Linked DNA regions of Sus scrofa: all the other regions are linked to region 4. The links are chromatin contacts, called in public Hi-C, HiChIP or PLAC-seq and promoter capture Hi-C maps. All regions are on one chromosome and are shown on one strand. Each heading gives the region's core, a stretch centred on a gene start, on an enhancer-like site or on the middle of the called end of the contact. The rest is flanking DNA. Distances are from core to core; before and after follow the strand shown. Region 1 holds the start of LOC100524254 (NADH-cytochrome b5 reductase 3-like). Region 2 overlaps SERHL2 (serine hydrolase-like protein 2). Region 3 holds the start of SERHL2 (serine hydrolase-like protein 2). Region 4 holds the start of ARFGAP3 (ADP-ribosylation factor GTPase-activating protein 3). Region 5 holds the start of POLDIP3 (polymerase delta-interacting protein 3). Region 6 holds the start of TTLL1 (probable tubulin polyglutamylase TTLL1).

Region 1 (4,497 bases), core at 553-3,052, 150 kb after region 4:
TGTTGCTGTGGCTGTGGCGTAGGCCAGCGGCTGCAGCTCTGATTAGACCCCTAGCCTGGGAACCTCCATATGCTGCGGGTGCAGCCCCAGAAAAGACCAAAAAAAAAAAAAAGTGAAGAGGGAAAATGCAGAGGTTTGGGGTGATGTGCTGCTCCCCTGGCCTCCGTGGAAGGTGTCTCTGGAAAAGTCACCTGTGCCATGGGTGCCCTAGCAAGCACCCAGCTATTGAAACTTACTGGCTGCATATGCCGCCAAACTTTCCAATTTGATTACTTCCTTTGTCATATTAAAATTGTGATTATTAAAACTGAAATAAGGCCTAACTGATCTGCTGTGACATTGACCCTCCCGTGCTGTGCTAACAGATCCCTCTCCCTCCTTCCCTCCGTGTGCTCTGCCTAGTTTTCCCTTTTAAAACCAGCTGGTCAGGAGTTCCTGCTGTGGCGCCACAGACCGGAGGCATCTCTGCAACACCAGGATGTGGGTTGGATCCCTAGCGCAGCACAGTGGGTTAAAGGGAAAGGATCTGGCATTGCTGCAGAGCAGCGGGATCTGAGCCCTGGCCCTGGGAACTCCATATGCTGTGGGGCAGCCAAAAAATAAACCCCCAGTTGGTCAGAATTCCCTTGGAGTGCAATGGGTTAAGGATCTGGTGTTGTCACTGCTGTGGTTCAGATCACTTCTGTGGCACGGGTTCAATTCCTGGCCCTGAACTTCCACATGCTAAAAACAAAAACAAAAAACCCCATCTGGTTCCTGCCCCCCCCCAATCCTCCAGGGCTCCTCACACTCCGCCCCCCCATTCCCAGTTCCCTCCACCTGGGTCCCCATACCTTGACCTCACATCACACCACTGTCCCTCCAACTCCCTCTGGCCTTGCTGACCCTGCATCTGTCCACTTCATTCCTACTTCCAGGCTCTGCTCAGTTCGTTGTGCCTGGAAGTCCCAGTTGTTCTCTACCTGGTCAGCAGCACACTGCAGGAACACACTGCCTGCTGCAGGCTGCTGGTCAAAGTACCAGGAGCTCACATTTGGGTCCAAGACCATTCCAGAAAAGCAGAGAGCCCCCTGGGGCCAGCATGGACCTACCCAGAGCAGGTGCTCACTGTGGAATTCACTCATTCAACAAGTATTTATTGAGCACCCACTGTACGCTAGGCTCTAGGCAGGCAGGGGACTTCGACGCAGAGTCCTGCCCTCAGGGAGCCCGCAGTCCACTGGGATGGGCAGACCCTCCCTGAGGAAATAAACAGGATGACCTCAGCTACTGCGAGGTCCTAGGGGCTGCCTGGAGAAGGGGTCAGGCCTTGCTGAGGAGGAATCCTTTGTCCTAAAGCCCCAGCAATAAGCCAGTGCTGAGCCTGAGGCGGCTGGGACAGCGTTCCAGGGGAAAGGCCTGGAGGTGGGACCGAGCTGAGCGCTTTGGGGAACAAGAAGGCCTGTGGGTCTTCTCAACGTGCTCAGAGACCTGAGATCAGAGACCTGAGATCCGAGCGCGACGGAGTTTCCGGATTGTATTTTGGATCCCATCAATGGGGGGGGCGCCATCAATGGGGGGGCGCCATCTATCCCCTTTGGGATGGCAAACGTGGCCCACCCCAGGCCACACTGCGGTCCGGAGCCCCGCCGGGGGCTCCGGGGGCGACTGCAGCGGCCCCTCCTCCACTCAACGCGCGCCCGGGTCCAAATACCGCGGGATTCCCCCACGTCTCTCCACTTTCCCCGCGGACGGAAGCGGGCGGGGCGGGGCCTCGAGCTCGGCCTCCCGCCCCCCGAACCCCGATTGGGCCGCTCTCGGGCCCGCCCCTCCTCCGAGGATGACGCGACCAGGGGGCGGGTCCGGGGCGCGGCAGGCAGGCGGTCTCGGCGGCGGCGGCGGCGGCGGCAGAGCGAGCGCAGAGCGGCACCACCATGGGGGCCCAGCTGAGCACGGTAGGCGGGGAGGAGGCGCCGGCCGTGGCGGGGCGAGGGCCCGGGGCGTCGCTGCGGACCGGCGGGCGCCGAGGCCTCCTCCGCCGGCAGCGCCGACTGCCACCCGGCGCCAGGGGCAGGGGGCGGCTCGGGCGCAGAATCCCACCCCGCCCCAGCCCGCCGCGCCCGGCGGACACCAAGGGGCGGTGACTCACGCCTGGGCCTGTGTCCCCCCAACCCCCGGGCCCGGCCTGCCGGCAGAGGGGCGTCACCCGGAGGCGGGCGGCCGAACATTCGGGGCGCCCCGCCCTCCGTCTCGCCCTCTGCCCGGCCCGGCCCGGCCCGAGCGTTAAGCGGAGGGGTGCGGATGTGCGCGCGCGAGTGGTGAGCTAGAGCCGAATGAACGCGATTGGCGACCCTGCGTGTGAGCTAGTTTGAGTGTGACTGAACACGTGTGAAGTGTGACTGAACTAGTGCGTATGTGTGTGAGAGCGTGTGACCAGGTGTGTGGGTGTGTCGTGTGCGTGTGCAGGAGTGGGTGTGGGGGTGAGAGACTGAGAGTGAACGTGTGTGAGTGAATAAGTGAGCAGGTGTGCAGGAGTGTGAACGTGTGACTCTCTGTGAGTGTGTGCATGTGGAGTGTGTGTGTGTTGTGTGTGTGAGTGTGAGACATTGCCGGCGTGCACAGTTTTGATTGGCATCCACCACCACCGAGCCCTCTTGGTGCGCTGCAGCTAGGCTCTGGCTCTCAACACAGCAAACCTGGGGTCTGTGCTGCTGGCCCAGTTCTACAGATGAAGAAATGCCACTCAGAGGTGGCCACCTGCCCGGCTGGCAGGGCCCGAACTTGCAAGGCTGCAAAGTCCACTGTCATGCTGTCACTTTGGTTTGGCCCAGGGCTACCCATCTCTCCCCCAGGGACACCTCCTTGCAGATGTCTCAGAAGCCACAGTGGTGACCAAGGGCTTGTGTTCCACATTGAGGCTATGGCCAGAGGGCAGCCCAACACCCCACCCCCAACTCTGGTCCCCTGGTGCTGGCTGGGCCCGTGGGGAGGGCTGCCCCTGGGAAGGTTAGGCCCAGAGCCTCTGACCTGGTTGCCTCCTCCGCCTCCACCCAGGGCCCTGGGACTTGGCTGGGGCCTGCTTCCTCCCTCTGACTGTGAGGTCCCCCTCTGGGACTAGACAGAAGGCCTCATGGCCTGGGTGTTTGCTCCTGAGCATGTGGCCCTGCCCAGGCCTCGGGGAGGATGTTTAGACCAAGGAGCGGCCTTGCCCAGGGCATTCCGGCAGACGTCACCCCTGCTCCATATAGCGTCCTGACTGTGTTTCCCAGAGACCGCTTCCCCCTTCACTGCTCGGCCTCCTGACTCCATCCAGACCCCCACCCCTGCTGTTTTCCCACACTGCTTCTCACCTTCCAGTTGGGTTGGTTGGATTTGTCTCTGCGTCCTCGGGATGTGGCTGCTTGATGTTTTTGCCGAGTAGCCAAGCACTCCTTGCAGCCCCTCTGCAAGGGCAGAGCCCTCCCTGTCTGGGCATCAGAAGACCTTCACCAGCTCCTGAGCCTCTTCTGTCCAAGGGGTGGGTGCAGTCGCCCTTCCTTGGAGGTCCTGCTGGGATCCCTGCTTGGCCCGAAATGCCCACAGCAGACCCCAGCCCTGCCTCCTGGGGTCTGTGGGAGGCCCTGGGCATCTTATCTGAGACATGCAGGCTGTGAAAGAGGCCTCCTCCCACACGCGGAAGGGAGAGTGCTCAGGGGTTGGCCCCTGAGTCTGCCGGCCACCTGAGGGCACGTTGGAGGCTTAACCTGCCTTCCTCCACTCTGGCTCCCCTGTCCCCAGCACAGCCGCGTTCAGTGGACCCTGACTGGCTGCCACCAAGGTAGAGTCCAAGGCTCGCCCACTCCCCCGGCAGCTCTGTGCCTCGTCCATGGCCCCGGGCCCTCAGCCCCTGGGAAGCAAGGCTGTGTCTCCCCTTGGAGGGCGGCTCTGCTGTCCACCTGCCCCTCCTCCTGCGGTCCCTTCCCCCGGCAGTTCTGAGCCAGGAGCCCCTCGCTGCAGAACTTCCTCTGCTCCCTCCCACTTCCTCCTGCTTCCTGAGAAGGGGTCCATGAGACAGGCAGACACTCAGATCCCAGCTGGACAGCTGGCGGGCGGGCAGCAGGTGGGTAAGCCTCAGCACAGGGGACTGTGCCTGAGGAGCAAGGGGCGTGGGAGGGTCCTGGCCGTTCCTTCTGCCCACCCAGACCTGACCTGGATCCCAGTGGGAATCCCAAGGGGGACCAGCTGGGTAGGGTGCCGTGTGGGGGTAGCAGGCCTCGCCAGCCCCTCTACTGTGGTGGGTGATCTGGGGGCATCCTGAAACTGGCACCCTGTTTCCCTCTCCCCTCCCTGTGTCATCAGAGGTAGGGAAGGGCAAGTGGTGGGTTCCCTCGTGGGGCCAAGCGTGGCCTGCAAGGCATCGGGTCAAGGCCTGGGAGGCAGCTGTGCCCTAGAGCCCCTGGGTGGCTTGGGTTAAGTAGAGTATGCGTGTGTGTGTGCGTGTGTGTGTGCGTGTGTGTGTGCGAGCAGCACAGCTGAGGA
Region 2 (4,237 bases), core at 252-2,751, 230 kb after region 4:
TCCCTCTTCCTGGTCACAGGGATGCCCAGCCAGAGGACATCCCAGAATCCGCTCAGCCAGGTGTGGTCATGCAAAAAAAACGCAGAGGCTGGAGTTCCCGTCGTGGCGCAGTGGTTAACGAATCCGACTAGGAAACATGAGGTTGCGGGTTTGGTCCCTGGCCTCGCTCAGTGGGTTAAGGATCCGGCATTGCCATGAGCTGTGGTGTAGGTTGCAGACGTGGCTCGGGTCCTGTGTTGCTGCGGCTCTGGTGTAGGCCGGTGGCTACAGCTCTGATTTGACCCCTAGCCTGGGAGCCTCCGGGGGAGCGGCTCTAGAAAAGGCAAAAAGACAAAAAAAAAAAAAAAAAAAAAAAAGATTTCAGGGCTGAGGTCTGGCCCCTTCCCACCTCCCTTCCCGGTCCGTTGGCTGCCCTGCAAGCGCTGCCCAGCCAGCCTGGGCTCTGGCCTCTGCAAATGGAGCCCACCTGTCTCCACCAACCATTTACATGAGCAAGGAATTTGCTTAAGCCACAGGGCAGGGTACACTGCTGTCTCCATGGCCCCTGCTGGCCTGACCCTGTCTTATGACCATTTAAGAGGGCTCCATCTGTGCTCTCCACATGGTAGCCATCACCACATGTGGCTATTAAGTGCCTGAAACAGGGCTAGTCCAGCCTCAGATGGGCTCTAGGTATAAACTGCACACTGGATTTTGAAGACTTAGTAAGAAAAAATATCAAATAGCCCAGTGATTTTTTATGTTGATGACATACTGAAATGGTAACATCTTGGATATGCTGAATTAGTGTGTGTGTGTATATATTTACACACTAATAATATATACCCACCCCCCACGGCCTATGGAATTCCCGGCCACAGATCAGATCCAAGCCACAGATGAGACCTAAGCAGGAGCTGCGGCAACACCGGATCCTTCACCCGCTGTGCTGGGCCAGGAACCTACGTCCTAGCACTCCTGAGACACCGCTGACCCCAGTGTCACAGCGGGAACTCCAGAATGTTACTAAAGTTGTTTCCTCTCACTCTTCTCATGGCCACGAGAAGATGTGACCTTAACACGCGCTCGCATCACACTTCTACTGGACGGGCGGCTCCAGTCTGAGAACCTTCTGAGGGCAGGGGCTCTCAGCACACGGCGCAACAGCAGAGGGGCTGTGTGTCCCGAGCGGCTAACTCAAGAAGCTCCACAGGGACTGACTGGGTCACCTGATGCCCAGTCCCTACCCCATGGCGGTGAACCCACAGATCCTGTGCAGACACACGCACACAGCTGTCTGGTCACAGCCACGACAAAACCCAGTGTCCTTGCTCTGCCCTGACCGTCCCGGCCATTCCCCGCTCCTCAGGCTACAATGACCTCGGGACCACGTCCAGGAACAGAGGTCCCCTGTCATCCAAGGCCCCACAAATGAAAATTTCCTGAGGACCCAGACAGGCCACACGTTCGTCTTCCCCCAGAGGATTCAAGCAGCTAAGTAACAGTGTCACCATCAGCAGCCAACAGGAGGTGGCGCCAGGACCCAGCTCAGGCACAGACTGTCCCCTCCCCGCCAAGCCTCTCAGTGTGGCTTTAATACGCTTCTGTGCCAGGACGGGGGCCTCTCTGGCTGGACGGCTCGGTCAGGCCCACGGCTTAATTATGTGCCGGTCCCTGAGGCCCAGACGGGGATGCTACCTCCGCTCCTGTCGCCGGATGTGAAAATCCAACACAGGGTTTGTGCCGCATTGTCCTCAAAGGCGACAACAGGAGGGTGTTTCCCCGAGAGGGCCTTTGAGCACAGCCTGCCTTTTCGCTCTCTCACTACTGTCTTTTGATGAACAGAAATTCTCCGTGTTAGTAAGCCCTACTTATCAATACTTCCATTGATTCGTGGGGTGTGTGCTGTTCTACTTACAACCTCTTTGTGTAGCGGAAGGTCATGAAGCCATTCCCTGGCTGTTCCTCTGGGGAAGAGAGGAAAGTGGCTCCCTACCTCCCCAAACGTGAGAACAAATCCCAGCTGGACCCAAACCAAACTCAAACATCCCCATCTGCTTGGCTGATGCCCTGGTTCAAGCCTCACGTCCGAGCCAGGGCCCGGGCGACAGCTCAGAGCGCCCCCTGGCTGCCACCTCAAATGGCAGCATTCTACCCTTTTAAGTAATCAAAATAAGAGCACTTGAAGTGACAGGTCCCTTGACACATGTGACCCTGGCTAGTCCTAACAGCAACCCTACCAAGGCAGGCACAGGAGCTGGCACCTCCTAGCTGCTCATCAACTGGCTGAGGGAGTGAATAGACGAATAAGTGAACACACTTCCTGCATGCAAGACAACCGAAGTTCAGAGAGGCTAAGTGCCTTGCCCAAGGTCACACAGCCTGTATGTGGCAGAGGCAACTGGGTTGCCACAATGCTCCTGTCATAGACCTCCAGACCGGCTACTGGTTTTTAAGGCCTTTTATTGTTTTTTGTTTTTGTTTTGCTTTTTATGGCCACACCCGAGTCACATAGAAGCTCCCAGACTAGGGGTCGAATTAGAGCCACACCAGATCCGAGCCAAGTCTGCGACCTACACCGCAGCTCACGCCAACGCCGGATCCTTAAGCCACATCCTCATGGACATTATGTTGGGTTCATAACCTTCTGAGCCACAATGGGATCTCCTAACATGTGTGTATCTAAGAGAACTGAAAGCAGAAGTTTGAACCGACAATCTGTACACTGGCGTTCCCAGCAGCGCCATTCACAGTAACCCACCCAGTGTCTGCCAACGGACGGGGACATCCGTTATTATTCAGCCATTAAAGGAAGGAAGTTCTGATACAGGGCGACACGGATGAACCTGGGAAGGCAGCCAGACACCAAATGCCACACCCTGTATGACTCCACCCATGTGAGGTCCCTGGGAGTCAACTGGTCATCAGGGGCTGGGGGAGGGGAATGCGGAGCCGGTGTTCAGTGGGTAAGGAGGTGTAACTGGGGGTGATGAAAAATGCGGGGGCGGTGATGGTTGCACAACATCACGGCTGTATTGATTTCTATTATACATATAATTATATCATTATTATTTTATGGCATAGGAAGTTCCCAGGCCAGGGACTGAATCTGAGCCACAGCTGCAGCAACTCCGGATCCTTTAAACCACTGTGCTGGGCCGGGGATCAAACCCACACCTCTGCAGCAACCCAAGCTGCTGCAGTCCAGTCCTTAACCCACTGCTCCACAGCGGGAACTCCTCGTGAATGTATTCAATGCCACTGAGTGGTCCCCTCATGAATGGTTTAGATATGACGCATATCATGCCATGTACATTTTACCACAATAAAAGAAGAGGCTGGCCGTCGGGAGGACACAGTACTCACCCAAGAGATCCTCCGGTCTCTGTTCATCACCAGGCCTGGAAGGAAGCACACAGATGCGGCCTCAGCACCGCCTGTCAGGGTCGGGGACTCAGCTGCCCGGGGGACCCAGGGGACTCGCTTCCTCAGCCAAGACTGGTGGGGTTCACCCCCAACGTTCTCTTGCGTTCAGCTGGAGCAGAGCTTGCCCAGGGCTACCTGGCCATGGACCAGGGCTGCTCACGCGGGAACCTCCCCCGGCCACCCCAGCAGCAGCACAGACCACGCGAACTGACCTCGACTTGGCATCAGTCTCACTGCTGAGAACCTTACTAAGATGTTCGTGTGGGTGTTTAAGCACCAGGAGGTGCCCGGTAGTTTTATTTATTTGTCTTTTTAGGACCGCACCCGCGGCATATGGAGGTTCCCAGGCGAGGGGTCAAATCAGAGCTGTAGCTGCCAGCCTCCACCACAGCCACAGCCACACAGGATCCGAGCCGCGTCTGCAACCTACACCACAGCTCACGGCAACACCAGATCCTTAACCTAGTGAGCAAGGCCAGGGATCGAACCCGCAACCTCATGGTTCCTAGTCAGATTCGTTTCTGCTGCACCATGACAGAACTCCAGAAAATAGTTTCAAATGCAGGAGATATTATCAAAACCCTAGGCTCCTCCGTGTCCTGCCACACTCAATGGAGACCATGAAATTACAATAAAACATATTTTTAGTCCTGGTCCTTGGCTCCTGGCCAGAGCTCCTAAAACCTGTGTCCTCAATGGTAAAAGTGCTAGAAGCATCTTTTTCCTAGCATTTGGTCTCTGACCCTGGTTCCCGGCACAGAGCTCCTAAATCCCTTGGAATTTCCTGGGTGAGACTGGTGGGCTCTCGGATGGCTTCAGGATGGGGGCTGGT
Region 3 (4,256 bases), core at 1,230-3,729, 250 kb after region 4:
CAACCAGAGCAACACAGACTAGAATTCTTCAGCTCCCACCATGTGATGGAAGATGTGGGTTTTGCATTCTTTTCTTTTTTTCTTTTTTGCTCAGAGCCTGTGATAAGGGTCAACTCGACCTATGCTACTTTATTTACTCAACATCTCACCAAAACATTTTCTCCGGGAATTATTGTGGTAGTTCCACATTCAGCACTGCTGGGAAGTGCTAGGAGCGGGCTGCTTAATGTCTCTGTTGTCAGTTTCCCAGTTTCTTCGCAGTTGTATTTCTAGCCTGAAGTTGCATCTGGTACATAGCAGGTGCTCAGTAAATGTTTGTTCAATGAATAAATGCATGAATTATCTGAAATGTCATATTTTTCACTCTCCCATGCCTTGGCATATGTTAATTGCTTCAGTCTAAAAGCTCCTACTCCTTGCAGCAGTTACCTTTGGATGTGTGCCTAACTCGCAATAACTCTCTTTTGGGGAGCTGTCTCCCTCCCATCCACAAAGTCACCAAGGTGGGTCTGAGGGAGCCCTATTCCTGTCTTGGACGCTGCCCCTAGACCATAACCAATTTCTGGGGTGGGGCAACCTGACCCAAGTTGGGCCAAGGCCTCTGCCCCAGCAATTTGGAATCAGGGTTTGATATTCCAGCCTTACTCTGGGCTTGTCTTCAGAATGGGACACATTTGGGGAAAAAAAAAGGGGGGGGAGCCACAGTATGACTGTCAACTACCCCTGCAACTTAAGTAGCAGGGGGAAAAATTCAGATGTGCAGAGAGCAGAAGAGAAAGAAACAGGCTATGGTCAAGGAGTGGAGGGTGTGCTATGATGCACCACCCTGGATCCTGCAAGGGCCGAGCCGTCATTCCTCCAGCCCGCGGCGAATGTCAGCTGTGACAGTTGAGTTCTTCCCTGAGACTCGCCCCTCATGGAAGGGACCTGCCACGTCCGAGGACATGGCCTCCCCAGGGCATTCCATCACCACGGACCGGTCCTTATACCCCAGTCAATGCCCTCGCCAATGTACAAAGGGCTGGTGACAACCATCCCAGCTCCTGAGCTTCCCATGGAATCGTGTAAGGTTCCCAGCTGAATCCAGGTTCAACTTCTGCCCTGCGCAGCTGCTCTGATTTGCTAAAAGGCTGCTTCCTGAGAGGCTGAGCGATGAGTGTTCTGTATGCATGAATAAGAGAGTGCAGCTCTGCTTCCCAGGGCACCTAACCCAAGACACGAGGCTTACAGTGCAAAGGCACTGGTGGTAAAACAACTGATGATTGCTGTGATGAGGCAGAGGTTCTTCCCAAGAAGCACCTCAGCTTCCTTGCTGGCCCTAGCGAGGGGCCTCCTTAAATTAACCTTTCCTAAATGAAACATAGTTTGCAGGTCAGGGTGGTAAGCATTTTGGCCTCCAGCATAGCAGCTGAGACCCCCAGGGCCACCTGGAGAGGGAGGTAAAGTTTGGCCTTGGCACCTGGTCCTTTTTACAAATCTCTCCCGCCCCCCAGCCCTAGGGTGGGCATGTGAAGTGCTGCACCCAGCCCAGCCCCCTTCTCTCATTCAATGTGGATTGAGGGGCCACGAGGTGCGGGGCTCCTTCTCTGACCCATCTCGCTGTCAAAGTGCCCTGGACCGGCTCCCATCTCTGATCCCTGCGGCAGGCACGCACAGGTGCATTATCTTCCACCAGTGGCATTTTCACCATGGGGCTTCGTCTTGGTTCCTGTTTCTGGTTTCAGGGAATTTCCTCCTCTGGGGATTCAGCAGCTCAGTCCCTATGTAGACTTTGGGGAAGACTCCAGGCTGAAGGCGTCGTAGACACTCAGAGGCCCTCAGATGGTCCAGAACCCCTGAGAGGTTCCGAACCCCTCTTGTTGCAACTGAGGAAACAGAGTATTTGAACCAATCCTGCAACCCAGGACAGGCAGATGGGGAAATGCTTTCCACTGACTGAGGTTCAATTCGATTCTCTCGACACCCAGCATCTGCCGCCTCCCGCCCTTGGGAGGGTTTCCAGGAGCGAATCTGATTCTTGGCGCGCGCGGGTACCGTGGGGAGCGGAGCGGAGGCGCGCGGGGGCCGCGCCACGTCCCGGGGGCTGCGGGTGGGTCCAGAGCCGCTCTGCGGCCAGGGCGGCCAAGAAGAGGGAGAAACTCGTCTCCACCGCGCCCCCCCGCCCCCAAGTCCCGTTCTCCCTCTTTCTAGAAGCCCTCCTCTATCCTGGCTGCGACTGTGCGACTCTTTTTTTGGCGAAAGAAACCTTACCGAATCGAGGGCACTAGGGCGGCGGCACCAAGGGAAGGCAGGGTGGTGTCTGTTGGAGGCTTTTATCCTTGGAGCGTAGAATTAGAGGAAGAGCCCTTCCGCAGACCCCGAATTCCCGCTGCGCGCGACGGCCCGGGCCGTGGCAGGATCCCAAACACTCAGTGCCGCGTGGACCTTGGGCGGCGGGAACCTCGGACGCCGGTCGGCTCCCAGGAAGCCCTGCGGCCCCTCTCGAGCGGGGTTGGAGCGCCCCCTGCCGGCCCCCCGCCTTACCGCAGCCCCGCGCGCGGTCCTCCCCGGGGCGGATGCAGGGACCCCGGCAGGCGGCGCTAGGATGTAGGGGCTTCCTCCCAAGCCTGCCATCCCTTCGCACTTAGGCTGCAACTGATTCTTTTTTAAAAAGAAAAAGGAAAAAGGGCCTTTCCCCAGACCTCTGTGTGAGGCAATGGAGAGGAATACACCAACACTCCGGTGGCGTTCTCTGAACCTTTTTCGGTTCCAGGACCACTTTGGGGTCAAAGATTTTAAGGCAGGGATCCTCTTACAAGGAGCTGCCTACAAGGTATTAAAGAGCTTTGGGTTGGACAATCACTGACAAGTTAGATTTGACACTTTGGATGGGGCTTTAGACATGTGTGACAAACAGAAGAGTGGTTTTATTTTTACAAATTGGTGTTTGTTATTTTGATTTTTAGTTTTCTTTTGCTTTTTTAGGGCCACATTTGCGGCATATGGAAGTTCCCAGGCTAAGGGTCAAATCAGAGCTGCAAGCTGCTGGCCTAGCCCACAGCCACAGCAACATCGGGATCCAAGCTGCATTTGCGACCTACACCACAGCTCGCAGCCACGCCAGATCCTTAACCCACTGAGCAAGGCCAGGGATTGAGCCTGCATCCGCATGGATACTTGTTGGGTTCGTTACTGCTGAGCCACAATGGGAACTCCACAAATTGTTTCTTTTTTAATTTTTTAACATTATAGTTGATTTATAATGTTCTGTCAATTTCTGCTGTTCAGCAAAGTGACCCAGTTATATGTGTATATATATATATACATTCTTTTCCCCATATTATCTTCTATCACGCTCCACCACAGCTGATTGGATATTCATTCAATTCATTGCTTATCCATTCAAATTCGGGGTTTGCATCTACTACTCCCAGTACCCCAAACTCCCAGTCATCCCACTCCCTCCCCTTTGGCAACCACAAGGCTGTTCTCTATGTCCATGTGTTTGTTTCTGTTCTGTAGATAGGTTCATTTGGCCACACCTACAGCATATGGAAATTCCTGGGCTGGGGTCCAACCCAGAGCTGTAGCTGCTGGCCTATGTCACAGACACAGCAAGGCCAGAACTGAGCCACGTCTGTGACCTACACCACAGCTCACGGCAACACTGATTTTTTTTTTTTTTTTTTTTTGTCTTTTTGCCATTTCTTGGGCTGCTCCCACAGCATATGGAGGTTCCCAGGCTAGGGGTCGAATGGGAGCTGTAGCTGCCAGCCTACACCAGAGCCACAGCAACGCGGGATCTGAGCCACATCTGCAACCCACACCACAGCTCATGGCAACGCCGGATCCTTAACCCACTGAGCAAGGCCAGGGATCAAACTGGCAACCTCATGGCTCCTAGTCAGATTCGTTGACCACTGAACCACAACGGGAACTCCAACACTGGGTCTTTAACCCACTGAGCAAGGCTAAGGATCAAACTCGTATCCTCATGAATACTAGTTGGCTTCATAACCCACTGCACCACAACAGGAACTCCAAAGCTGAAATTCCTGTAGGCCAAGGTTGAGGTCCAGTGAAGAAGAGGACTCCGATGAGACTGCCTAGTTTGGTCAAGGACAGTCTTTGTCACTTTCCATAGTAGCAGTACAGAGCTGCTCTGTCCTTTTCACAGCGGATTGTCCCTCTTGATGGGCATTTGAGAGCAGTGAGGAGAAGGTTTTATAAATCCAAGTTATTTTCAAGAAAACAAATATGAAATGGGAATTACTTTT
Region 4 (4,527 bases), core at 1,325-3,824:
AGGCCGGTGGCTGCAGCTCTGATTCAGCCTCTGGCCTGGGAACTTCCATATGGCACTGGTGCAGCCCTAAAAAGACAAATATACATATATAAAACTGTCTCGAATCCCCCAAATTTCTCCTGCTCCTTTGTAGTCAACCCCTCTTTGTATTTCCAGTCCCTGGGAGCCACTGATCTGTGTTCTGTTTCCATAGTTTTACCTTTTCCAGAATGTCACAAGGATGGAATCATACAATGTGTAGCCTTTTGAGACTGTCTTACCTTTCTCTTCACATAATTCATCTGAGATCCATCCACCAACTTGTCTTTCACTTCATATTAATTCATCTGCAATCCATCCAAGAGTTTCATGCCTCAGTAAGTTGCCCCTGTTTAGTGCGGGTAGTTTTCATCGAATGAATTTACCACGTTTGTTAATCCAGCTGAAGGATATTTAGGTTGTTTCCAGTTTTTTATTATGAATAAATGTATTATAAACATTCAAGTACAGTTTTTTTGTGTAAATGTTTTCATTTCACTTTCCAATTATTTTATAATATTGTAATACCGTAAATATTAATGACAATCCTAAATCTTTTATCCCATTAAAGGAAGTAATGATATCAGCTTAAATTTCTATCTTTTTAAAAAAATCAACCAATAACATAATTATTTAAATATTTTACCTTTTAAAATGGGGGCATTTGTGAATTTCCAAAAATATGAAACCAAGCAGGACCCTGTGGGGCTCTCCTGGGTGCCAAAGCCCCTCTGTGTCCCCCATTTCTGGTTTGTGAAAAAGGGCTTTAGTCTCGCAGGACTTCCCTGAGCTCCAAAGAGCAGATTCAAGCAGTTATTAATTAGGGAACTGAAAGGACTGAAGACACAGAGGAAAAACACTCAAGAAACCAGTTCACCGATAAAACAGTCCCAGTTCCTCCGTAACAACTGTCATCCAATCGGATACATATCTTTGCGTTGTTCTGCAGAAACTAAGACCCCACCCACCCAGGTGGAGGATGTTGACGGCATGGGGACCACAAGCACACCGACCACAGACTGGCTGGAAGCAGAAGGTTCCTGAAACATCACCCGTTAACTCACCACCCACCAATCAGAAGGAAGTTCAAGAGCTAAAACCCTCACCCCAATGTTGTCTTTGAAACTCTTTCCCTGGAAACCACCGAGGAGTTTGGATCTTGCTCGGTGCCTACAGTAAACACGCACCACGGCATCAGTAAATTGGCTTTGCTGCTCAGTGAGCAAGAAGAGCCAAGTTCAGTTCAGGAGCAAGTGCGCTGCCTTAGCCTACAGGGGTTGGTGGAAATCAGATAAGGCTGCTCCTGATTCCAGGAACTCAGTTTCTTTGTTTTGTTTTTCCCAGGCTAGGGGTCAAACGGGAGCTGCAGGTGCTGCCTAATACCGCAGCCACAACACCACCAGATCCAAGCCATGTCCTCCACCGACACCAAGCTCACAGCAACGCCAGATCTTTAACCCACTGAACAAGGCCAGGGATCGAACCTGCGTCCTCATGGATAATAGTCAGATGCGTTTACTGTCGAGCCAGGACAGGAACTCCTCAAGGGTATATACTTTAACTCAGTACCAGGAAGAACTTTCAAACAGAGCTGTCTGCAAAAATAACTTACTGTTCTGGAAGGTAATAAATTTCCCTTCCTTGGCAGAGGTCCAACTTCCCCCAGGGTTTCTACTCACACAGGTTGAGTGAACAATTCCCAGCCTCTAAAAGCAGAAAGACCACTGCCAAAGCCTTTTCCAGGGCCTCCCTGGCAGCCGCTCTCCTGTGCTGCTCAGCGCTGATCCCCCCTCTCTCATCCCATTGCACAGATGAGCAGACCAAGCTTTAGCGAGGTGACCCGAGCAAGGTCACAGCGCTGGGAAGGAGCTGGCTGGACCGTGCATTTGACCCCAAGACCTGTTATCCTTCCCTGAGCCGCAGAGCCTTACCTAGGGGCTCCACATCCACTAATGCAGAAGAGGCACCTTTCTCCAAGCGTTAAAACCCTCTGGCGAGTAAGGGTAGGAAAAGGCCAGCTTCTTTTCCTGTCTATATTTATCCATTCTGACCCGGCGCCTTTCGCCTCTGGAGAACTGCTACTTGTCACTGACACACTCAAACTGATACTGTAAGAAAACCAGTTTTCGGCATTGGAGGCTTCCCACTCAGCGCTCAGCTTTAGCTTACGGGAAAAAAAAAAAAAAAAAAAAAAAGCAACTAGAGAACCCAGCATCTGGACTCCCGGATGCCGCAGGAAGGCCCTTGCCTCTCGGTTCCTCCTTTGCCACTTGGAGGAGCAGGTTCTGCCACCCTCACAGGGAGGAGGCCAGAAGACCCGGCGAAGAAAGCAGTCGGTCAGCCGACGTGGTGGTCCCCACTGAGGTGCTGGTGGGCGCAGACCTCCGCGGGGCCCGGCTTCCACACCCACAGCCCGGCGCGAACGGCGAGCGAGACTCCTGCGCACGCGCGTGCAGCGCCGGGGGCGGGGCCTGAGGGGCGGAGCCGGCGGCCCCCCCGAGCCTGGGCCCTAGGGGAGAGCGGCGCGTGCGCTCTGGGCGGTGGGCGGGGCCTGGGCGGGGACATCGAGAGGCGGGGTCGAGCGTCACGCGCAGCCCCGCCCCTCCGCCGTCGTCTACCTCCTGGAGGCGGCAACCGCTGCTGCTCTGCCCTTCCCGGTTGGCAGGGGCCAGCTGCGCCTCGGTTCTTTGGTGACCATGGGGGACCCGAGCAAGCAAGACATCCTGACCATCTTCAAGCGCCTCCGCTCGGTGCCCACCAACAAGGTAACGGCCGCCGGGCGTGTTCAGGCTTGTTTGGCATCCTTGCTGGACCCCGCGGGCGGCCCCTGCGGCGGCAGTGGCCACGGCCGCGGGAGGAGGAGCTGGCCCGGCCTGTGACACGTCGCACTGTGCGGCCGCAGCGGCTGGGCCTCGCCTGGGTCCAGACTGTGCGCCGCCCCCCCAGTCTCAGGAAGGGAGAGGCAGAAGAGGGGGCGCACACCGGGGTCCAGAGCAGGGCAGGCACCGAGGGGCCCTGGGTGCCGGAAGTGTGAGCATCTGGGGGTCCCGGGGGCGGACATTTGTGGGTTCCTGACACCGGGCCGAGGAACTTAAAGGAGGACGGAGGCGGCTTTTGGGGGTGGCAAAGTGAAGTGGCCCCTGAGTTCCTGAGAATACTGAGGGCTCATACACGGGACTCCTGCGACCTGGAGCAGACCCCGGACACCGTAGGCCACCTGTGACCCAGCCGGGAAGCGTGCACGGGGCAGAAACAACAGCTGGTAGCCCTGGGCGCTTGGGAAAACTCGACTCACCCCCTTTCCCCCTCGAGCTCACCTCTGAAGCTCCTCAGGGGCGCCTGTTAGAGCCTGGATTGTTCCCTGTGCCCTTTGGCGGCAGCCTCAGCTTCCCTGTCCGATAAAGCTGCTAAGTGGTCACTGCAGTGGCTTTGAGCTCTTTTCTCTTACGAGAAAGCCCACCACAACCCTTTCCCTTCCTAACCTTTGGGTCTCTTTGGAGATTGGGGTTTTCCTTTCTTTTTTTCATCTCCAGAGCCTGTTTCCCCCCCATGACTCTTACAACTTTTGGCTCCTGGCTGGAGATGGGATGACGCATGGGGCTAAAGTGACACCGTCCGCGGAGGATCACAGATCGGAGTGGAACCTAGACAGTGCAAAGGGCTGTCGTGTCAGCATGGACTCTCCCCTCTGCTCCTGTGACAGGAGTTCTGTCTGGTCCCCCCTGTCACCTCCACCACAACAGCTATTAACCAGTACGGTCATGCGTCATGACCCTGAAGTCCCTGAGTTTTACAGAATTTAGATGTCTTTGTTTTAAGTCTAGGTGGAGGTGAGCCCATATTTTTACAACCTAAGAGAAGTGAGAAGGAAAAAGATGACGGTAGGAGAGTCAGGAGGAGAAAGGAATTCTCCAGTGCCAATTTCTTTGCTATTTTCTTGATTTTCAAATGTAGATTGACCTGTTTATAAAGAGTGGTTGCTGTAAACCAGACTAGATTAAGATCTGCTTAGCAGTGTGGAAATTATATTTTTTGTTTGCTACATCTCAGAAACACAACGTGTGAACTGATCAAAGGGAAGGTGCCCCTTTTAAATAAGTCAATGAGTTGATACCAAAAACACTTTTGAGGGACGTGTATGCTTTCTTGTAAATGTTTATCCAGATCCTGTGACTTTCTAACTGTGTCACCTTGGGCAGGTTGTTTGACGACTTTATACCTTTTTTCCTCATCTGAAAATGGGCATGAGCTGGGTCTAATTCAGAGGGTTATTGTGAGGCTTACATGAGAAAATCCAAGGAGTTCCCACTGTGCAGGGTAGGTTAAGGATCCAGCCTTGTTGCAGCTGTGACCTTGGTCACAGCTGTGGCTTGGATTCGATTTCTAGTCTGGGAACTTCCATGTGCTGTGGGTGCAGCCATAAAAAAGAGAGAGAGGGAAAAAAAATTCAAGAAAAACATTTATTTATTTATTTTTTATTTATTTATTTTTTTTGTCTTTTTTTGCTAT
Region 5 (4,345 bases), core at 148-2,647, 180 kb after region 4:
CGTATTGGCAGCGTTGGGAGGACCAGAGGGCTGTCCCGCCCCAGTCCCCGCCTTCACGTGGCTGGATATGTTGTCCAGACAACCAAACACACCCCACAAAGCTCCGAAATGCCCCTGGCAAAGGGCCGCCCCACTGACAATCAGAGAATTAAATGATAGCAGCTAACCACCCTACGATTGCAGTAGTTTAAGAAAAAATTTTAACTGACTTCTCTATACTTCATTTATTTCGTGTGAAGGCGTGATAGGCCTTAACTTCTGCAGCGCCCTGGTCCCTCCTGGTTCCTCCCGCCAGGCACTGGGTCTTGGCCTCTGCACCTCTAGGAGGGAGCACTCAAGGGTCCTACTTTACTGCTGAGACAAGGAGGACCAGCCCGCGCCCGGTCACGGCTGCGCAGGGGGACCTGGATTCCCCTCCTCAGGCGGGGGCCCAATCCCAGACCCTCCGCCCTTACCAGCTCATTTCTCCACGGCCTTTCTGATGCCAGATTTTTCATCATGGTGGGATAGTCTGTCAAGAGCACGTTGGACTTAGTAAATAACAGCAGTAGTAACTCACTGGGCACGAAGTCCATGCTTGGCACCGTTCTAAAGGGGTTGCACGTATTTTTTTATTGACTCCACAAAGACATACTGAACACCTACCTCATGCCGGGGTCAGAAGTGGAGGCTGCGATTGCATCAAGGAAAAGGCAATTCCACGTGGCGAGCACCTCATTTAATCCTCGCAACCGCCTGTTACTTGCCCGACTTTCCAGATCAGGAAAAACGAGGCACAGAAAGGTGACGCGATTTGCTTCTGAAGACCGCAGAGCCTAAAAGTGTCTACAGTTTCCGCCCTACTTGCCATTTTTTTTTTTCAACCCCAACAAAGCAAAAAACGAATCAGTTCCGAGTTCAGGAAATCTAATAACACACAACTACTTAATCCTCCATGTTCGTCAAAGTTGGTCTGCTTTTCAAGTGTAAAGGGGGACGGGCAGATCGCAACTCCCAGGCATCCCGCAAAGTAGGCGGGTCACCTTAGGGGCGACCTTTACCCGCTCAAAAATTCGTCTCACATTAGCAGTGAGGACTCGGGCGTCACCCCGAATCGTTATTTTCCTTACTCATAAGTTTAAGGCATAAAAATGTAAACGTCCATACTTCCTAGGTAAGGAATCCCATTCTCATTAGCCATACGGTGAATATAAAAGTTGACCGTTAAACCGAGAACTTCATCCCGCTGACGTTTGTCTTACTCATTTAGTTTTTCATATCTCCTTGTATTTTATTTGGTCCTCGGAGAGGGTAGGAAACGACAGGGATACGACCCCCCGTATGCAAATCAGAAGCTGGCCTCGCAAAGGCTCACGGGGAGAGGCCCGCCTCTTCCGGCCCCTGCTCGGCCTAATCTGTCGCGAGAGTTCGTCAGCCGAACGCCGGAAGCCGCTAGTTGCTCCACAGCGGCCGAAGGGGCGGGCTCGGGGGCCGAGGGACCCTGAGGTGCTCGCGGCCTGCTCGGCGGTGCAAGATGGCGGACATCTCCCTGGACGAGCTCATCCGGAAGCGCGGGGCTGCTGCGAAGGGGCGGTGAGTAGCCTTTTCTCCTTTCGGGTTTCAGGGCCTGAGTCCTCGCGGGGTTCGCGCTGAAGAGGGAGCGGCCCGGGCGCGACGCGGAGGGCCGTCTGCGCCCGCCCCCTGCCGCAGCCCCGCTCCTCATTGGCCGCGCCGCCGCCGCCGCCGCCGCGGGCCCGGCCGCCAGGCCGCCCACTGGCTGGAGGTGCCGTCGCTCCCGCGGGCCAAGGGAGGCCGGAGGGGCCGCAGCCGCCGAGGGGCCGCGCTGCGGGGCTGGTGGGAGCGGCGCGGGGGGCGGAGGGACGGGCCGTCCCCCGCGGCCCGGGATTCCCGGGGTCGCCCCGGCGCAGCCCCTCCTCTGAGGAGACCGGCGCTGCTCCGCGATCCCAGCGCGGCCTTGAAGTTAGGACGACCGAAGTTTGGCGGGGCAGTGGCTTGCTCGGGCTCTGCCGGTCTCTACTGCCGAAGCCGAGCCCCAGCCCCAGAGCTGGTCCAGGTTTCCAAGTCCTGCGCCGGCTTCGCGTCTGTTTACACCGCCCCCCCCCTCCCGGGAGCGGTATTTCCGAGTCTGAGCGCTCTCGGGCCCACACGGTCTCATTAGCTCCTCTGGCCGTCCTGTCGGCCAGCCTTTCGTGCTTTCCCCGTTCTGCAGACAGGGCGCTGGAGGCTGGGAGAGGTGGAGTGACTGCCCCGAAGTCCCGGAGGGCTGAGACCGGGACTGAAGGCGCGTTCTGAGCTGGCCGAGGTGGCCTCAGGCTTGGGCAGAAAATCAAGGGAGATGGGGCTGGAGGGTAGCTGTTTGCTGATGGTGCTCAGAAAAGGCGGTTCTGTATCTGGGTGGCGAGCCCCGGAGACGACGTGCAGCTCTGAGACCGCCCTCCTCTAGACCCTCGAGTACGGTTCGTCGTTTCCAGCCTGTAAGAACTCCAGTTCACCCGTATGGAAAAGTGGGAGCTTTGGCCCAGAGTTTTCCAGCACACGGAAAATTAGCTCGGATGTCCTTGTAAACGGCCAGGCTGTTCCATACTGTTTTCTCAGACAGTCATTCACTCAGTAGATGTTTATGAAAAGTGCCTGTGACCAGAAAATAGAGTCTCTGCCTTACTATCCCCCGACCCTCAACACATACATCCATCCACTACGTTTGCCCCCCAGCCCCACACAGTTCACCAGCCAGCATTTCATCTGGCTTCTGGTTCATAATAGGCACACAGCATTAATTTCCTCTCCCATTATCGGTGAGTAGTTCTTCCCTAGGTCTGCCAAGAACTGGTGTGGACTTGGGGCTGGTCCTCTGGCCATTTCCAGACCCATCCAGGTTTCACAGGTTTGCTGGACAGATGCTGAAGGAGCCAGCTTCAGGACAGGTGCTTCCTGCAGTCACTGCAGGCGGTCTGTACTTTGGTGTCGATGCGTGCAGAGTCTGTGTTGGCCGTAGGGTAGGAATGCAGGAAAGGGAAGACAAATGGATGCATGGGAAGAGCGAAGAGCGGGGAGTGTGCAGCCAGACAGACCTGGTCTCATGGTAGGCCCTGCTGTTGGGTTCCATGCTTCCCCGGTCAGATGACTTCTGAGCTGGTCGATCTCCTCATTTGCAATAATGGTTGCTGGTAGGTGCTTGAGAAGATTGCATATGAGAATGTAGGAATGTATATTTAAAAGTTTGTACCAGGTTGTAAGTGTTCAGCAGATGACCTTTCTTTAAAGAAGCCCAAATCCCTCCTCCCAGGGGACATAACAGGTAAGCATTGGGGTCCTCGAGTCAGACTGCCAACTTTCAATCCCTGCTTCTCCCATTTTTCATATGATCTTACAGAAGTTGCTTAACCATTCCATGGCCTCTCTTTCTTTTATCTATAAAACATGGACTTTTGCTTCATTAAGTGTTTTCAGGACTAAGTGAAGTAATGTATCTAAAGTACTTTAAAAAATAAAGTACTTTAAAAAGCGTCTGATGGATACTAAGTGCTCAAGAGATGTTCGCCACCGTCGTCATCATTATTGAAGGTTTTTAAGTAAAGAAGTAACACGCAATCTCTTGAGTGTGAAAATATTGCTTTGCTAGCACATGAAGACTGGATTGGGGAAGTGTAGGCAAAGAGACTAGTGTAGAAGAAATTGGACTGCCTCCTGTGTTTGGGTTAAACCTGCTGGAGACTCCATTTTTATTTTACTTGCACAGCCAACAAAACTAGATTGGGGCGGGAGGGTTCCCTGTCAAGGACTGTGAAAGATCTGAACAAATATCAGTGAACAAGTGTCCTTTCCTACAGTATAAAATGCTATTCTACATGCTTCCTAGAAGAAATCGCCTTACTGGAAACTTTGGTTTAAAGTTGCATAGGTGTCCCAGGGAGAACTTTGTGCTTCATAATTTTAGGAAGAACCTGTGAGCATCTCAGAAAACTTCTTTTCTCTTCTTAGTGCAAATAGCAAAAGACTGAGCCGAAGGGAGTGTAAATACCCTCTTCCCACTGGTGGCGGAATGTGCTTGTTCTTCAGAGCAGCCATTCTGTTTTGTGTTCATCCCACTGTGTAAGTCAGGAAAGGTGTCTTTATTGTCCTTATTGCCTGGCCCCCGGTTAGTCATCAAAAGGTTGATGGTTAATATGAAATGGGGGGGCAATTTTTGCGGTACTTCAGCCAGGCCATGATGAGGTGCTGTCCTTTCCCACATACAGCACATTTCTAGTGGCTTTAGCTCTTTAAGACCCATAGATGACTCCCCAGGACAGCACTGGGCACCAGCAGCAGTGTGGGCCTGCCTCTCTTGTTGACTTCTTCCTTT
Region 6 (4,301 bases), core at 1,761-4,260, 200 kb before region 4:
TGGACCCACAGTGACCACAAAGACATGATTTAAAGAAGATAATCCTAAAACAAAATCTTTTGTAGAAATTCCTTTATTTGGATGCTTTCAGGATTTAGATTCCTGGATGGTTAATATTCTATTGTATTTTTTTTTAAAGACACATTTATTCGGCGTCATGACTAGACTATTACTTTTAGCAATCAACAGCATGGGTGCAAAAATTCTATTGTATTTTTCCATTTCCTTCCTTCCTTCCTCCCCTCCTTCCTTTCTTTCCGTTCTTGCTGTACCCAAGGCATGCAGAAGTTCTTAGGCCAGGGGTCAATATCAAACCCACATCATAGCAGCGATGCTAAATCCTTAATCATTAGGCTAACAGGGAATTCCCTCAGACTTTTTTTTTTCTTTTTCCAGCCGCACAGCTGCGGCCACATTGGAACCTCAACACATTGCGCTGTGCCAGGGACCAAACCCTTGCCTCCACAGAGATAAGCAGGGTGATTAACACAGTGGGTCACAGTGGGAACTCCATTTTTTTTGGGGGGGGGAGTTTTTTTGTTGTTTGTTTTCTTTTCTTTTTAGGGCTGCATCTGAGACTTACGGAATTTCCCACGTGGGCATTGAATTGGAGCTTCAGCTGCCGGCCTGCACCACAGCCACAGCAACACTGGATCTGAGCCGCATCTGTGACCTACACCACAGCTTGTGGCAATGCCAGATCCTTAACCTGCTGAACAAGGCCAGGGATCAAACCTGAATCCTCATAGATACCAGTCGGGTTCTTAACATGCTAAGCTACAATGGGAAACTCCAGGTGCTGTTTTTTTTTTTTTTTTTTTCCTACTATTATTATTATTTTGGCCATGCCTCCAGCATGTGGAAGTTCCCAGGCTAGGGATCGAATCGGAGCTACAGCTGCCAGCCTACACCACAGCCATAGCAAAACAGGATCTGAGCAATGTCTTTGACCTACACTCCAGCTCATGGCAACGTGGGATCCTTAATCCATTGAGCGAGGCCGGGGATCGAACCTGCATCCTCATGGATACTAGTCAGGCTCCTTAATGCTGAGTCATGATGGGGAACTCCTGGATGTTATCTTGCTGGCAATGGAAAGCCTTGAAGACTTTATAACTAGATTTACATGATTAGATCAGCATGGAGATTCTTAGTTTCCTGCCGTTCTCCTGGGGCTACCTAGCTCCCAGTTAATTCTTCGCATTGGCCAGAACTCTTCCTACTATCTGCTCTCGTGATGTTGGTCTCCTCCCACTGTCTGTACCCAAGCCTTCCAGTGTTTTGGCTGCTGGTGATGCTCTTTGGAATGGCATATACTCTGCACAGGGCAGAAGGACATGGTAAAACATATTAAACACCTTCCTGGGCGCTATTCACCTAGGAATTTAAACTCTTTTCCATCTTGAGAGATGGAGATAATTATTCCCTTTTTTTTTTTTTTTTTTTTTTTGTCTTTTTGCCATTTTTTTGGGGCGCTTCCACAGCATATGGAGGTTCCCCGGCTAGGGGTCCAATCGGAGCTGTAGCTGTCGGCTTATGCCAGAGCCACAGCAACGCGGGATCCGAGCTGCATCTGCGACCTACACCACAACTCACAGCAACGCGGATCCTTAACCCACTGAGCAAGGCCAGGGATCGAATCTGCAACTTATGGTTCTTAGTCGGATTCGTTAACCAATGAGCCATGATGGGAACTCCTAATTATTCCTGTTTATCCATGAAGAAACTGTCATTGAGAGGCTGGGAAAAAACCCCAAAACAACCCTGACAGGGAGTTCCCGTGTGACTCAGCAGAAACTAATTGGTCTAGTATCCATGAGGATGCAGGTTTATCCCTGGCCTCAATCAGTGGGTTAAGGATCCGGCGTTGCTGTGAACTGTGGTGTAGTCACAGATGTGGCTTGGATTTGGCACTGCTGTGGCTGTCACGTAGGCCAGCAGCTGCAGCTCTGATTTAACCCCCTAGCCTGGGAAGGTCCATATGCTGCAGGGTGTGGCCCTAAAAAGACAAAAAAAAAAAAAAAGGCTGGAGGAGTTCCCTGGTGGTCTAGTGGTTAGGAGTTGGTTGGCACTTACACTGCTGTGGCCTGGGTTCAATCTCTGGTGTGGGGACTGAAATCCCACATGAAGTTGCTGCGTGCTGCAGCCAAAATAAAAAAATAAATAAAAATTTTAAAACAAGAGGCTGCGATTTTCCTATGCTCAACAGCTAGACTGTAACTGAGCAGGGAGGTAAATTCTGTTTCTCTCCTTTCACACTGCCTCCCAGTGCACCTTCATGACTGACAGATGTCTGGGGTACATGCCCTTCTGTTGTGTATTAATTCAACAGGAATTTAGCAACTAATATATCCTCTACCAAAGTGCCTTTCAAAAAATACTTTCATAATCTTCCCAACAACCCTTCAGCATAGGTGCTGTTATCTCCATTTATAGACAAGAAACTGAGGCTCAGAGAATGACATGACCAGCTAGTGGATTTTGGGGTGAGGATTCAAACCAGGTCTGGCTTCAGTTTTAAAATTCTCATGGGCCAGGCTGCCTCTTCCTAACAGAAAGAGTTAAAAAATCCTACTTTGAGGAACTGCACCTGTCCCGCACTCACACTTCACAAATGAGGTGACCTTTGAGTAGGCCATTTATTGATTACTACTTGCTGAGCGCAACCTGTTAGGTTATCCTTACAAAAATTCCTTCGAGGCAGGTGCTGCCAACCATCCCAGTTTAACAGATGTTGAAGCTGAGCAGAAGAGATGAGCGGACTGGACCCAGGGCCCAGCCATCACACCCCTCTACCTTGCACTATCAGGGTCGAGACTGCGCCCCGACCCCTCTCGACTTCATTTCTGGGCTCTGACGTTTGTGGAGACGCCGGGGTGGACCGCAGACTCCTCGCACGATCCCAGCCCCCGGCGCCTAGCGGGACGCCAGGCCAGGGGCTTAGAAACGAGTGGGGAAAATCTGACCCCGGAAGCAGTCTTGGCGCCGGTAAGGCCGCGTCTTTGGTTGCCGGGGCGCCGCCCCGGAAGTAGAGCGCGGAGGGTGGGTTCGCTTGATAGCGGGCCGAGTCCTCCCGCAGGAGCCGGAGTGGAGCTGGAGGCGGGGCCGGGGTGCGGCGCGGGGCCGCCGTGCTCCGCGCTCCTGGGCGCCCCTCCGGGCTGGACGCCCACAGGTAAGACACAGCCGCCGAGGCCATCGGCTCCCGGGACCCAGGGTGTGGCGGGGGGCGAGTGCGCATGCGCGAGCGATTGTGGCCGCTGGTCTACGGGGCCGCTGCGGTTGGGTTTGGATGCTGGACCCGCGTCCCTCCAGCAGCCTGCGCTGACTACTGTGCCTCTCTTCCTCCTCCGAGTTCCTGTGACTTGTTCCTCCTGATCCTTGTAATTGCATTCTTCTTCTTATTCGTTATCTCAGAATTTAATCGTTGCTGGTTTTTTTCATTCATTTGCAATCTGTATTGTTTCTGTTGGCATCTTGCAGAGCGCGGTGTACCTGTGGGTTGAGTTCTGGGCAGGAGACAGGCGACAAGTGTTCTCTGCCCTGCTTATCTCTCTCTGGAGAACTGGACCTAGGCATTTCTCCTCCCTGTTTCCCCATCATTAGCGGGGGGTGACGGTCGCGGTAGTCACCCTAGAGTGATTGGGGCAGTACAAGGAATTCATTCTTTTTTTTTTTTTTTTTTTTTTTTTTTTTTTTTTTTTTTTTGGCAGGAATTCATTCTTGAAATAAAAGTATCTTGTTGTTGTAAACCCTTTGTGGTTTGCAAAGCGGTCCTTTGTTCAGGAAACATTTAATGAGCATGTTTGGGTGCTGGGTTGTGGCAGTACAAAAAGATTGGCCCTGTCCTGTGCTCAGGGAATTACAGGCACTGGTTATTAGTTAAGGTGGAGCATGGCACTGTCACCCTGAGGGGGTGAGGAGATGGGCAGAAGCAGTACAGTTGTGACCAAATGCTCTGGGTGATGTAAAGTCGTCGTTTATACTGTTATTTAAAGATGGCTCCTTTTCCCTTTCAAAAAAGACTAGCTGGAAAAGAAGGCAGATGTCCTAGGATCTTTCCTAATTTTAATTTTTTTTTTAAATTTTTATTTTTGTCTTTTTATGATTTCTTGGGCCGCTCCTGCGGCATATGGAGGTTCCCAGGCTAGGGGTCAAATCGGAGCTGTAGCCACCAGCTTACACCAGAGCCAGAGCAACGCAGGATCCGAGCCGCGTCTGCAGCCTACACCACAGCTCACGGTAACGCCGGATCCTTAACCCACTGAGCAAGACCAGGGATCGAACCCACAACCTCATGGTTC

Evidence for each region. Promoter capture Hi-C pulls out the DNA fragments that hold promoters and counts their contacts. A called contact is a pair of places that touch in the nucleus more often than the background predicts. HiChIP or PLAC-seq counts read pairs in DNA pulled down with a chosen protein or histone mark.
Region 1: an H3K27ac HiChIP or PLAC-seq map of alveolar macrophages shows a contact between it and region 4. The contact joins the promoter of LOC100524254 here to the promoter of ARFGAP3 in region 4. A contact is called at or near these places in 2 of 2 datasets of contacts at active chromatin or transcription factors (alveolar macrophages and skeletal muscle).
Region 2: a promoter capture Hi-C map of fetal liver shows a contact between it and region 4, with 3 times the contacts expected there. The contact joins the enhancer-like site here to the promoter of ARFGAP3 in region 4. A contact is called at or near these places in 2 of 5 promoter capture datasets (fetal liver and fetal skeletal muscle), 8 of 47 Hi-C or Micro-C datasets (alveolar macrophages, embryonic fibroblasts, fetal heart ventricle and 5 more) and 2 of 2 datasets of contacts at active chromatin or transcription factors (alveolar macrophages and skeletal muscle).
Region 3: a contact with region 4 is called in a Hi-C map of subcutaneous adipose tissue, with 2.2 times the contacts expected there. The contact joins the promoter of SERHL2 here to the promoter of ARFGAP3 in region 4. A contact is called at or near these places in 6 of 47 Hi-C or Micro-C datasets (heart right ventricle, liver, mesenteric adipose tissue and 3 more) and 2 of 2 datasets of contacts at active chromatin or transcription factors (alveolar macrophages and skeletal muscle).
Region 5: an H3K27ac HiChIP or PLAC-seq map of alveolar macrophages shows a contact between it and region 4. The contact joins the promoter of POLDIP3 here to the promoter of ARFGAP3 in region 4. A contact is called at or near these places in 3 of 5 promoter capture datasets (fetal liver and liver), 4 of 47 Hi-C or Micro-C datasets (embryonic fibroblasts, epiblast stem cells and liver) and 2 of 2 datasets of contacts at active chromatin or transcription factors (alveolar macrophages and skeletal muscle).
Region 6: a contact with region 4 is called in a promoter capture Hi-C map of fetal liver, with 5 times the contacts expected there. The contact joins the promoter of TTLL1 here to the promoter of ARFGAP3 in region 4. A contact is called at or near these places in 4 of 5 promoter capture datasets (fetal liver, fetal skeletal muscle, liver and 1 more), 4 of 47 Hi-C or Micro-C datasets (embryonic fibroblasts, epiblast stem cells, liver and 1 more) and 2 of 2 datasets of contacts at active chromatin or transcription factors (alveolar macrophages and skeletal muscle).

Annotation. Positions count from the first base shown.
Region 1 is chr5:6,144,428-6,148,924 of Sscrofa11.1, forward strand. It overlaps LOC100524254 (NADH-cytochrome b5 reductase 3-like), which reads left to right and starts at 1,803. Exons shown (of 10, transcript XM_003125982.4): 1 at 1,803-1,934. The coding sequence starts at 1,914.
Region 2 is chr5:6,219,505-6,223,741 of Sscrofa11.1, forward strand. SERHL2 (serine hydrolase-like protein 2) reads right to left here. Exons shown (of 12, transcript XM_021091434.1): 9 at 3,346-3,380. Among named protein-coding and RNA genes, the nearest start is that of RRP7A, 13 kb to the left of the region's middle. Within about 2 kb of position 1,502, at least 30 of the 83 cell types and tissues checked have an H3K27ac peak or open chromatin away from gene starts, as enhancers often do. A contact at or near this core is called in alveolar macrophages, fetal liver, omental adipose tissue and 3 more, where this site is marked.
Region 3 is chr5:6,237,332-6,241,587 of Sscrofa11.1, forward strand. It overlaps SERHL2 (serine hydrolase-like protein 2), which reads right to left and starts at 2,480. Exons shown (of 12, transcript XM_021091434.1): 1 at 2,251-2,480.
Region 4 is chr5:5,991,563-5,996,089 of Sscrofa11.1, forward strand. It overlaps ARFGAP3 (ADP-ribosylation factor GTPase-activating protein 3), which reads left to right and starts at 2,575. Exons shown (of 16, transcript XM_003481526.4): 1 at 2,575-2,783. The coding sequence starts at 2,715. It overlaps LOC110260619 (a long non-coding RNA gene), which reads right to left and starts at 2,478. Exons shown (of 2, transcript XR_002343865.1): 1 at 1-2,478. It overlaps LOC110260620 (a long non-coding RNA gene), which reads left to right and starts at 2,790. Exons shown (of 2, transcript XR_002343867.1): 1 at 2,790-3,048; 2 at 3,552-4,015.
Region 5 is chr5:6,173,046-6,177,390 of Sscrofa11.1, forward strand. POLDIP3 (polymerase delta-interacting protein 3) reads left to right here and starts at 1,398. Exons shown (of 9, transcript XM_021091426.1): 1 at 1,398-1,572. The coding sequence starts at 1,514.
Region 6 is chr5:5,790,750-5,795,050 of Sscrofa11.1, forward strand. TTLL1 (probable tubulin polyglutamylase TTLL1) reads left to right here and starts at 3,011. Exons shown (of 13, transcript XM_003481524.3): 1 at 3,011-3,172.